4 separate regions of the Mus musculus genome follow, and all the other regions are linked to region 4. The links are chromatin contacts, called in public Hi-C and promoter capture Hi-C maps. All regions are on one chromosome and are shown on one strand. The core of a region is the stretch at or near the end of the contact, and the rest is flanking DNA. Distances in the headings are between cores, read along the strand shown.

Evidence for each region. Promoter capture Hi-C pulls out the DNA fragments that hold promoters and counts their contacts. Hi-C and Micro-C count contacts between places; a contact is called where the count stands out from the background.
Region 1: a contact with region 4 is called in a Hi-C map of the N1E-115 cell line, with 2.6 times the contacts expected there. The contact joins two enhancer-like sites. A contact is called at or near these places in 4 of 484 Hi-C or Micro-C datasets (the N1E-115 cell line, cerebellar granule neurons, neural progenitor cells and 1 more) and 2 of 115 datasets of contacts at active chromatin or transcription factors (astrocytes and bone marrow-derived dendritic cells).
Region 2: a contact with region 4 is called in a promoter capture Hi-C map of hippocampal neurons, with 2.7 times the contacts expected there. The contact joins the promoter of Colec11 here to the enhancer-like site in region 4. A contact is called at or near these places in 4 of 39 promoter capture datasets (the 3T3-L1 cell line, embryonic stem cells, hippocampal neurons and 1 more), 1 of 484 Hi-C or Micro-C datasets (embryonic stem cells), 3 of 115 datasets of contacts at active chromatin or transcription factors (SST interneurons, epiblast stem cells and stem cell-derived neural progenitor cells) and 1 of 9 other capture datasets (embryonic stem cells).
Region 3: a Hi-C map of cerebellar granule neurons shows a contact between it and region 4, with 2.2 times the contacts expected there. The contact joins two enhancer-like sites. A contact is called at or near these places in 12 of 484 Hi-C or Micro-C datasets (the N1E-115 cell line, cerebellar granule neurons, cerebellum and 8 more) and 1 of 9 other capture datasets (embryonic stem cells).

What each region holds. Positions count from the first base shown.
Region 1 is chr12:29,882,002-29,884,851 of GRCm38.p6, reverse strand. The region is part of intron 18 of Myt1l (myelin transcription factor 1-like); the gene reads right to left. Among named protein-coding and RNA genes, the nearest start is that of Gm46346, 32 kb to the left of the region's middle. Within about 2 kb of position 1,446, at least 80 of the 459 cell types and tissues checked have an H3K27ac peak or open chromatin away from gene starts, as enhancers often do. A contact at or near this core is called in the N1E-115 cell line, cerebellar granule neurons, neural progenitor cells and 1 more, where this site is marked.
Region 2 is chr12:28,621,823-28,624,663 of GRCm38.p6, reverse strand. Colec11 (collectin sub-family member 11) reads left to right here and starts at 1,334. Exons shown (of 7, transcript NM_027866.2): 1 at 1,334-1,430.
Region 3 is chr12:28,600,950-28,603,716 of GRCm38.p6, reverse strand. All of the region lies in intron 3 of Colec11 (collectin sub-family member 11), which reads left to right. Among named protein-coding and RNA genes, the nearest start is that of Allc, 20 kb to the right of the region's middle. Within about 2 kb of position 1,431, at least 25 of the 459 cell types and tissues checked have an H3K27ac peak or open chromatin away from gene starts, as enhancers often do. A contact at or near this core is called in cerebellar granule neurons, cerebellum and cerebral cortex, where this site is marked.
Region 4 is chr12:29,136,331-29,139,046 of GRCm38.p6, reverse strand. No RefSeq gene overlaps it. Among named protein-coding and RNA genes, the nearest start is that of Gm31333, 4.2 kb to the left of the region's middle. Within about 2 kb of position 1,261, at least 70 of the 459 cell types and tissues checked have an H3K27ac peak or open chromatin away from gene starts, as enhancers often do. A contact at or near this core is called in the N1E-115 cell line, SST interneurons, cerebellar granule neurons and 5 more, where this site is marked.

The DNA of each region.
Region 1 (2,850 bases), core at 197-2,696, 750 kb before region 4:
TATTGAAGAGAAGACCGACCATGCTCTGTGCACTTGTGCAGACCCAGGGAAAGCCTGAACCCAGGTCAAGAACAAAGCCACACACTGAGGACAGTCCGCAGATGCTCCCCAAGGCCTTAGTTTCCCTCTGTTTAGCATGGTTCTGCTTAGCAATGCTGAGGGTGGGCTAGCACGTTAGCTAAGTATAGAGGTGAGACTGGAAGGCTACCCGTGCACAAAAATGAGGCTAGCCCACAAGCCTGGTACACTGTGGCTGGCAGACTAGTCACTCACAGATGTGCTTTCTCCAGACTGGATGACACAGTGCCAAGGAGCAGGTGGGCACACAGGAACTGGACCAGTTTCAAATGTGCGAATGGCAGATTGCCACACTTGGATGCATAAGCAAGTTTCAGGGTTTAGAAATTTTCTAATTTCCCTCTGGCCCCATGAAAGGGAATGTGCATCTCGGTCTCAGGGATAGAGGTCAATATCTTCCACACCACATGTAAGGGTAGAGTTTAATTTATGGCCTGTGTTAGGGGAGGAGCAAAGCCACCTGAATGTCAGGGCAGTGGAGGTGTCTGTGGAGTGCTCAGGTCCACGCAGGAGGAGGTGGACCTTTGAAATAGCCATTGGCTACAGAATAAGGCTGAGATTGTTTGAATGAAACCTACTTGTCAATAACAGCTCTATCCCTGACTGGGGACTGGGTTTGAACAGATTAACTGTGTTAGCCTTCACGTCCTGTGTGATGATAAGGCCTGTCACTCAATAGCTAAGAGAATATTTCCTGAGAAGTGATTCAGTAGGCTTGTTCAGTGGTTGATTTTGCCAATGCTGAGGCACTCACCTGAGAGAAACCATCCTGAGAGATACTGAAAGGAATAACAGTTCTGGTTGGAGGTGTTTCAAGAGACTCTGTGTTTCCTACTCACCAATGACCTACACTCGGCCTTATTTTCTACTGTAGGGAGATTTTAAAGCTCTTCCTAATTTAAAACCTAGTGAAAGTTAATTGAGAGTTTATTCCTTTAACAAGAGTAAGCTCAAATGAAAATGAGGTCTTATATCCAAGAAAGAACAACGATAATTGGCTCCTCCTACCCCCACCTACAAAACCTTTGCAGCAAGTTCTACGTGTTAGGCTGTCCTTTACAAAGGTATAATTTGTCACCTAGTAAGAAAGAGGTTCAAGATGCACTCTTCCTACCACAAAAGAAAAAAATAATTTTCTCACTTTCAGGGTTGTCATTGTTTTGCAGAAGGTTTGCTTTCAGGAACTCGGCCAGGTGAGACCACCTGTTAGCCATGAGGCTGTGGGCCTGCTCACAGCCAGGACGGTAGCTGTGGGGCTAGAGAGCCTCTCTGAGAGGAGCAGAGAAGGGCAGGCCCACTGATTGCTCCTCTCCCCCTGCACTGTTTGAGCTCCTAACTGCTGAAGCGCTTGCTGCCTGCCACTCTCTACCAGCAGGTGGCACCTTTGGGCCGAGAGAGGGAGCTGGGGCTGCTTCACCTGCCCTCCCAGGCATTTATTCCTATCTGACTATTCAAGACTTTAAGGCTTTCTTAAACTCATAGATTTACATATAAAATTTCCCAGCCTTAAGAAATTTCAATATTCAAAACCACAATTTTCTGCAGCCTCAAGTGAGGAGATGAAGATTCCTCTAAAAAAGGGCCCTGCCTCTCAGGCCTCTCCTCCACTCCGGGCCTGGGGGAGGTGTGTGGAATCCACTTTTCCTGTCACGCTGGTAACCATCCCTCTAGGAGCACATCTTCCCAGGAAGGGAGGCCCACGTGGGACAATCAGAGGCAGTCTGTGTGCACAGCTTGGGTTTTTGAAACCACAGAAGAGATGGGCTGGGTTTCCATGGAAACGGCCCTCAGCTCCCTAGGGGGAGGCAATGGCTTGGCTGTCAACACTGAAGTGCTTCTGGCAGGCCAGGGGAGGTTTTAAAGGACACTGTTCGATGGCCCTTCTTGCTTTCCTAACAGCAGCCATGGACAGCAGTAGGGGGGTTATTTTAGGCTTTTATAGTTAAGGATGTAAAGTTTGTTAAACAAAGTGCTTCGCTTTATCGGTATATTTTTTCTCATTACAATGGGAATATGAGTAAGAAAGGAAATGAGGAATAAGTAATCTCATTTCATACTCTCTGCTTCTTAGATTGTGAGACAAAACACCCCGGTCTTCTTGCTATAACCTGGTCTTGTCTTTGTGATAATAAAAGAAAATAATTTTTGGTGGTACATATTGCTCTCTGGCTGTGAACACTGGTCTTGAAGAACCATGACAGAAAAATAATTTTTAAATGTCTTAAATAGTGCTTAACTGGAGAGACATGCAGATTCAGGGGACATCCAGAAGTTCTCAGAGACCATTCTGATCCCAGGGCACAGTCCTCTGCTGCCAGGGAAGCTAACTGCTGCTTACTGGGGTCTGAAACCCCTGGCCACTCTGCCTTCTGTTTTTCTACCTATTTATCATCAAGAAAACACAGAACCTCTTTAAGAACAGCCACTGGCCACACCTACCCAGAGAGTATCAGATATGTCCTCTAACATAGAAAAAAAAATGACTATCAGTATACTGAAATATATAATCTTAAAGTCAGAGAACTCTGATTTAGAAAAAGATGGGACAGTAGCCAGCACACCTCAATTGTGATAGGAATTTGTCCTCAATGGGACTCAAGCCCCATTACACAGCCCCATGTGGTACCCTTTTTATAGAACCATAACCTGGAGAGAGAATAGGAACAGTTACTGACTGACATTGTCTTCCTGGTTAATTATTCATAAGTGTCTAGAAAATCCTTTCTCTATATCATCCCCACACTTTTTAAGAAGACATAGTAAGAGGGTTAA
Region 2 (2,841 bases), core at 85-2,584, 510 kb after region 4:
CTTGGAACTCTTGGTTAGCTTTGTGTACTTCTGTGAACTTCGGAAATGTGAATGAGCTAAAGCCATTTCTATTGATTTTGAGGAGAGCTACATGAGGCTCTGTTTGAGAAACAAAACATAAAAGCTAAGCTTTATTTAGAGGAGATTATAGATTGACATGCAGTTGTAGAAAACATTCCAGAGGGTTCCCTTGAGCCCAGTTTCCCCAGTGGAAAGTCTGGCACAGCACTGCAACCCAGATTCCAACATAAGCAGGCCAAGCCATGTCACCCTTGAGGCACACAGTGTCCTAGCCAATCACTGATCTGTCCTTGATTTTTATAGTTTTATCACTTTAAGAGTCTTATATGAACAGGTTGTAAGGGCAATATGGCTGCAACATCACACACTCCATTGATCGTGAAGTTGGTTTGACTGATCTGGCTTCTTCCCTCATGGATCTACAGAGTTGTCCTGAAGCTACACGCCAGCAGTACAGCTTCCCTGATGGAGGACGACTGTTGTTTCTTTGAGGGTGTTAGCGTGCTTGTGCTCCCCCGATCAACCTCCTAACAGGCTCTCAGGAGTAGTTTGTTTGTTTGTTTGTTTTTGGTTTGTTTGTTTGTTTGTTTGTTTGTTTTTCAAGACAGGGTTTCTCTTTGTAGCCCTGGCTGTCTTGGAACTCACTTTGTAGACCAGGCTGGCCTCGAACTCAGAAATCTGCCTGCCTCTGCCTCCCAAGTGCTGGGATTACAGGCGTGCGCCACCACTGCCCAGCTCTCTCAGGAGTATTTTATAGATGGAACTCCACAGTGGGTAGCTTTTGGAGTCTGTTTTGCTATAGCACAGAACTCTTGTTGATCTCTCCAGCTTGCTGTGTGGGAATGACTTGTAGTGTGTGTGTGTGTGTGTGTGTGTGTGTGTGTAAGCAGGTGCATGTGTATGCAGAGATTCATACACAGTCTCAGTATGCACTCCTACCTGGCTGGCCTTGAACTTGCTACATAGTCTAGGCTGGCCTTTAACTCACAGCAATCCTCCTGCTTTAGTCTTCAGAATGCAGGGATTACTGGCATGCACCCCCATGTTTGGCACATGCACTTATTCGAAGAAAAAGAAAAGAAAGCAAAACAGGAAAGAAAACCAAAATTGAGAGAGAATGTTTGGGGTGGGGTTGGCTGGGCTCCCCAGACACCCCTTTGGCAGCAGGGGCCGAGTTCCCACACTCCACAGGGCCCTGCAGGACAGCTGATGGTTTCAGGCAGGAAGCTCTTGCAGATAAGGCTGCAGCCTCCAGCAGATTCGCTGGGCTGTCTGACATCCCAGGCAGGGTTTCTCTCTGAGCTGGACTGCAGCTGGTCTCTGTAAATAACAGCCATGAGGCTCCTTGGAGCAGTGTCTCTGCCAGCCGGTGACTGTCAGGACAGCTCCTTCGCCTAGTGTGCATCCAGGTAAGAGATGCTGCCCCAGGACACTAGGCCAGGACTGGACAGGTGTCGAGCACAGGCAGGAGGGCAAATTTCCAAACAGGGCTGGAGGGTAGACCCAGGCTGTGGAATTTGGCAAAGTGGGATTCAGTATCCTGGAGTTGATCAGTAAGTTAGACGCTAGAGTTCTAAAATTTATTTAGCTCAGAGTTAAAGGTGGAATCTTCGAGAAGCCAGCAGAGGCAGATTCTGGTCAATCAGAATGATGGAAATACAGTTACTCAGGTTATTTAAGAGCTGGAGTTTGCATAGATCATTTCTAACTCCAACCTGAGAGAGTGACATACTCCAGGCTGGCAGTGGGCAGCATTTATGGGTTGACAGCTAAGAAAGCCCTGTTCAGGGACCTACAACACCAAGACATACTCAGCTGTGGTTTTAGGTAGTGTGGGGAGGGGACCAGGAGGGAGGTACACTTCCCTCAGGGGAGCCATCTAACAGTGGACAGAGCCTCCCAACACTGGAAAGGGGAGTAACTCCAAAGGGCAGTTGCTTGTTGTGCCCTGACACCAGGCTTTGGGACTAGCTGCTGTGTCTGAGTGGCCCCAGCTAGCAGCTCCATATTAAAATGGTCAAATTTGTAAGCCATTGCTTGGCAGAATGGAACTTGATTTGACAAGCACTCTTGCCTGGGAGAGCAGAGCTCCAAACCTTCACATTTGGTTTTCTCTCCAATCTTGAGACATCTGTGCCAAAGACGAAGGAGAACAGGCAGATGTCTCCTTACCATGGTGTTGGTAAGATCCTCCCTGTAGCCTCATGGCGGGGGGTGGGAGTGTCACTTTAGGACAGAGGAGGCTTCCAAATGACAGTACCGTTCGCAGCAGATAGTTCAGAGTCTGCAAGATCCAGGGCTTCACTGTAGGTGTTTAATGGACACGTCATGATGTGTTTGGCTACTGTGTTTCCCCCTGGCCTGCTGCCAGTTCATTCTTGTTTCTTTTGTGAATTCCACATTTAATCTCTCCCCAGAAAGCTGTCTCTTTGATGGAAGTGGGGCCCCAGTCTTTGGGCCCTGGCTAAGAGATAAGGATGTTGTTTTTAAAAAGATTTTGGGCTTGCTGCATAGTCTCCGTTTATAAAACCAAATTCCTTTCCTGAGAGGCAACGGACCAGAACACAAGCCAGTACTTCCTGGTGGACATGGTACCTCCCCCCACCCAACCTCTATGTGACCACCTGCCCTGTTCTGGGCCAGGTCTGGGGCAGAATCTGAGAAAGTTGGAGGACAGGGCCCCATCACACCCACTAGCTTAGATAGAACTGAGGGTAAGGACACACAGGCAGGAGAGTCAGTGAGAGAGGAGGAGGAGCCAGCTCGGGGTATTCTTCATCTCTGTTCTTCCTTGTCACAGCTTGTCTGCTGTGGCCTGAT
Region 3 (2,767 bases), core at 182-2,681, 540 kb after region 4:
TCTCTAGCATCCAACTAGGGGCATGCTGCCAACCCTGTTTCATAGGTGTAGACCCAGCACAGGGGCCACTGAGCCAAGCTCTGTGGTGGCACAGAGCCACTGAGCAAGGCTGTCAGGCATTGGGGTGGTCACTGGGAGAGAGGACAAATGGCTTATTTGTGGGTGTTTTCTTTCAAAATCCTTTACCACAGGATTTTAGCTTCTTACTTTACAAAAGAGTTCATTTATGTATTTAAGTATTTTTCTTGAACACACACACTCTCTCTCTCTCTCTCTCTCTCTCTCTCTCTCTCTCTCTCTCTCTCTCTCTCTCTCTCCCCCCCTCTCTCTCTCTCTCCATTCCATATGTGTGCCTGTTTCCAGAAGAAAATATCAGATTCCTTGGAACTGAAGTTATAGATGGTGTGAGCTGCCATGTGGATTCTGAGAACTGAACCCAGGTCTTCTGTAAAAGCAACCAGTGTTCTTAACCACTAAGTCATCGCTCCAACCTCTTGTATGTATTTTGGGGTAGGGTCTCATTCTATCTCATTCTATAGCTCTGGCTCACTTGAACCTTAACTATGAAGACCCAGGCTGGTCTTGAACTCGCAGGGTTTTATCTGCCTCTGCTCCTCAAGTGCTGGGATTAAAGATGTGAGCCACCGTATCCAGCTTACATTTTTATTTTTCTGAGGCTGGGTTTCATGTAGTCCAGGCTGGTCCTGAAATTATATATAGTCAAGGATGATCTTGGACTGCTGGGTTTCTTACACATATCTCCCGAATGCTAGGAGTACAAGCATGTGCTACTGTGCCAGTTTACACCATACTGGGGGATTGAATTTGGAGCATTGAGCACGTTAGCCAGTGCTCTCTCAACTAATCTATACCCCAGCCCCAGACTCCAGGTTTACAGAGGTGGAAACAAAGGCTCAGAGAGATTAAACAACTTGTCCGGGGTTACTCAGCTCCGTAAGGTCAGAGAGGATGTGCAGACTCAGGGCTGTCTCACTCCTCTTCTCCCCAGACCTCTGCACATCTTAAACCAATGGCATCAATGCTATGTGCATTGTCCAGCACTCAGGGGCCCAAGGGGCCCCCTAAAGGCTGCAAGCTGCTGCCTACCCAGGCCAGCTGGCAGTGTTTGCTTTCTAGGGCTCCAGACTCTGCCTCCCTGTGTCCTTCACATCCTCTGTGCTGAGTTGCTGCTGGCTCCACCGTGCCCCATTCTCCACACTTGCCCTTAGTTCCTGTGTTCCCTGATGGTAGGGGCTTGGCACGTGCACTTCTCCAAGGACAGGAGCTGAGTGTGGTGCCAGCTGGTACCAGGAGCCAAGTGTCAGCAACAGCTTTGAATCTCTGCTCCTGTTGGGCTGCGAGGGATGGGCTGAAGCCAAGTGTTCTCAAATCAGCCTCAGGTTGCGGCTGTTTTATGACAGCCAGACTCATGCTGGACTCTGCTGCACCCACTCAGTCCTAGGACAATAGAGTGCTAATTGATTGTTATGTTAAGGTGGGGGTTTTGCAGGAAAGAAAACAAAATCACCCTGGGGCATTTGAGATGCAGGTGTTTTTCCTCCAGGGATTTTTGAGCCCCTTAATCCTATCTGCCTGTTGCCTCAGGGATCCAACTTTCTTATCCCTTGTGTGGCTGGAAGGCTGAGAAGACAGAGGGGTGGTATAACTTTTCCTCTACCACAGCCTTGAACCAGTTAGATGCTTCAAAGGGAAGCAATCCCACAGTGGACCAGAGACCTCTGGATCCCTTCCCATCCTTTCCTACACAGCACACAACAGGTTCTGCCTGCACACTCAGGAGCCTCAATCCCGCCAGCCTCCTGGTAGTAGGCAATAGGTCTCCCAGGGTTTTGAGCATTTAGTGGGAGATGGTCTTTCTTTGGTTTTCACTTTCTAGGATCCATCTACCCAGGCTCTGTCTGTCTAGACATGTGGCAAGCCTGAGTTTTGGGATGACAAACCTGTCTGTTCTTTATACACAAGAGCAATGAAGTGGGGTTGGGGCGGGGGAAGAGTCCCCAGGTGGCAGATGGGTAAGCTGAACCTTGACTCCTGCATGTGGGGAGCTGCTCTGTCCCCACCTCCATGGTGGGGCTTCAGTGGGTCATTCTGGCATGTCCAATCTGTAGTGCCCATGCTCCATGCAGCCAAAGACAGCTTCATTAAAACGTTAGCTATTTTTTTGTGATTTCCTTAAAAACCCAATTGCATGGTCTAGCATGAACTACACTGATGTCAGAGGAGTCTTGGGATTTCAAAAGATTAGGCACAATTGCTAAAGTCTCCCCTTCTTTTCCTGTTCTTTAACTCATTGATCAAGGCGCTGACTGATGTCCTGATGGGTCTGCTGCTCCCTGCCCTGGTCTCAGCCTTTCTTTCTTCTGAATGCCCTCCCTGTGCCCCCTGTAGGGCTTCACGGAGTTGCTACTAAGCCTGCCTCCCATCTTTTCTGGTGCCCTCTGATCCCTCTAGATTCCTTCTTTACCGGCGTCAAGCCGTATTCTGCCCCCATGTTACACCCACAGCCTTTCTTCCACAGAGAGGGCACAGGATACCCTCTCTGGCTTTCCTGGTTTTAGGATGACCCACTCTGCACCTGAGTACTCAGGCTGGAAGCCTTGACCTCGCCTCATATCCCAACACTGAGGTGCTGTCAACTCCCAGACACTTGCCAGTTAGGAAGATTCTTTTCTGTCTCCTAGATGCTGTCTAGCTAGCCACGGCTGGCCTCTGTGCTTGCCTTGTCCTTTTCTCAATCACGGCCAGG
Region 4 (2,716 bases), core at 12-2,511:
AATTTTAAGGCAACTTAAGTTCAGTGAAAACAGCCCTGAAGTTAGGCGTGTTCACACCAGTAATGGGTTATTGTAGAGCAGAGAACAAATCCCCTCTAGTTGAGGGGACAGGAGAGAAATGCATAAGCATGGACATCAAGTGTCTCTCTTTCCCAGAGAGAGGTACTTTATGATGCCTCAGACAGATCAGGAAGTTCAGTGGTCAGAGACAGGCCAAGGGGAAGAAGGCAGTTCTATCGCCAGACAGAGCCTTGAGCCTGAGTTTGGGGGGCAGGGACAGGTATATCCTGTGTGAATGCGGTGGAGGGGCAGCAGTATGCAGCACACTTTTGTGGTTGAAATACAAATACCTTGTCACCCCCTAGCACACAGAGAGGGGGTAACATAAGACAATTTTGATCCTGTAAAGGTCAAGGAGGAAGCCTGTGTAATGTGAAAAGAAGGCTGGAGCAGGATGAGGTGCTGAGGCTGAGTGAGAGGCTCAGTGGGAGCCTGGCAGGACTGAATGTGGGTCCTGGTCGGTTCATGTGGACCACACTGGAGTTGGTGGAGCACAGTGAAGGGAGCATGTGAGCATCATGGAGGGAGTCAGAGAGTGGCCTGAGAGGCCTCAGAGCAGGGCATTCATGAAGTTTATGGAGCTCTGTGCACAGGCTTTAAGCACCAGGTAGACGGATTCTAGCTGTACCAGAAGGAAGAGTCCTTACCTGGGACAGTTTGGAGAATGGATAAAATGTGGTTCCTAAAGTGTCACGGCGATGAGCAAAACCTGAAGCCTGGGACCTGGCTGTGGAAGACCAGAGGATGAGGTGCAGGTGCCACGGGCAGTGGTCGAGGCCTGGTGGAAAGGAGTTAGGCTTCCAGAGACCGAATACAGAAGCAGGGGAGAAAGTTGGGAATGGCCCAGGCTGCAGGTTTTGGGTGGTCTGTGAATCTCCACCAGGGTACAGCACAGAGGCCTTGGGGAGCAGTGGGTACAGCCTGGGAGATCTGAAGAGAAAACAGAGCTCTGGGCAAAGATGGAGCACTTACCAGGGAGAGGCCAAAACCACCCAGGGATTGGCACAGGGCGGAAAGGACATGAACAGACTCTGGGGGTTGGTGTCATCAATGGGGTAGGGTAACCTGCTAAGAGTGGTACCAGGGAGGCCAGGAAGCTGGGCCTTCCTCACCCAATCCCCTGAAAGATCACCTAGGAGTGAGTCAATGCGTCTCCCGCAAGCGACCTTGAATACTCCCTTTCTCTGCGCCGTGGCAAGCCAGCCTCCTCTCAGTTCTCACAGTGTCCTACTTTCCAGAGGTGTGGGCTTGGAGAGAACACCTGCAGAATCTGGAATGAATCAATGAATTAATATGCATGCTGCCTCTGGCCAGCAGCTGGGAGTCCCTCCCCAGCCAGAGAAGCTGGCCTCTGCTTAGGCTGTGCAGTCTCCAGTGTAGCCAGTCCAGCTGGCTGAAACGAGCCAAGCAGTCAAGCCTGCAGCCGACTATGCACACCAGTGCCAGGGCAGGCCATGAGTGGCACACCTCTAGGACTTCGGATGCACAGGACATTCCCAGTCCCACCTCCTGCTTTTTCTCTACAGCACCAGGAATATACACATGTGTGCATAGATGCACAAGCGATTCACGTGTGCAAAAGTACACGTACCATGCATACACCCAAATGTATAAAACCACATAAGGGCACATATGTGCATACATGTGTCCATGTGTTTACATAAACATACTCCACAGTCCATTGACTCCCTCAGGGATAAAGTGTCCCTCTCCCCCTTACCTCCTTTGCAACTTAGAAAACCTTCTGGCCTCATGCCTCCCCAGTGAGCACTCTCTGCACACAGGGACTTCCCAGCCCTGTCCTGCCTGCCATGGGCCGCTCTCCTGCCATCTGGTCACAGAGTCTGATAAGCATGGGCAAGCAGCCAATTTGGCCCCAGCTCTGCTTGTAGGCTGGACTGGCAGATAAATTGGTTGTGGAGGGGAGCAAGGAGGGGGAGTAGGGGGGTCTATGGGGGGGCGTGTGGGCAGAGGAAGGATTTTAGATTCTCTCTCTGCTAAGCCATGCACCAGCTTTCCAAGCTCATTGCAGTGCCGTGAAGCTGACAGAGTGCCAGCCGGGAGCAGGCAGATGGTGCTGGGCGGGTGTGGGCCAAGTGGGAATGGGCAAGGACCTTGTCAGAATAGACATAGGGCAGCAGCCCCATCCTACCCTACCCTAACCTTGCCCCCACCCCTGCCCCCACCCCTACCCCCACCTCCACTCCCACCCCCAAGAAAGCTGTGGTCTGCTAACCTCACTACCTATACAGGATGCTCCAATTCATTCTGGTTTATGCCTGTCCTGAGAGGCACTGACCTAAGAACTTGGAGTTGCTCAAGAAAAGACTTGGTTATGGCCTGATGTCAGCTCTTGCACAGAGCAGTTATGACACTGGTGTGACCTTTGAGATCTCTAGAGATAAACCTTGAAAACCACAAGATTTAGACATTAATACACACACATTTCTGGGCCCAGGCTGCAGGGGTGTCTTCTGGGAAGAGGAATGAGGGCTCTGTGACAGGGGTTACTTAAGTCAGAGTCTAGTAAAAAGTACCTGCTTCTCACACCGCAGACTGAGTCCCATCATTCCCTGTTGATCGTATAAGCATTTTCTTGAAGTCCCACAATGAGTCAACCCCTGTAAGACAGGCAACAGACCTACATGGAGCCACC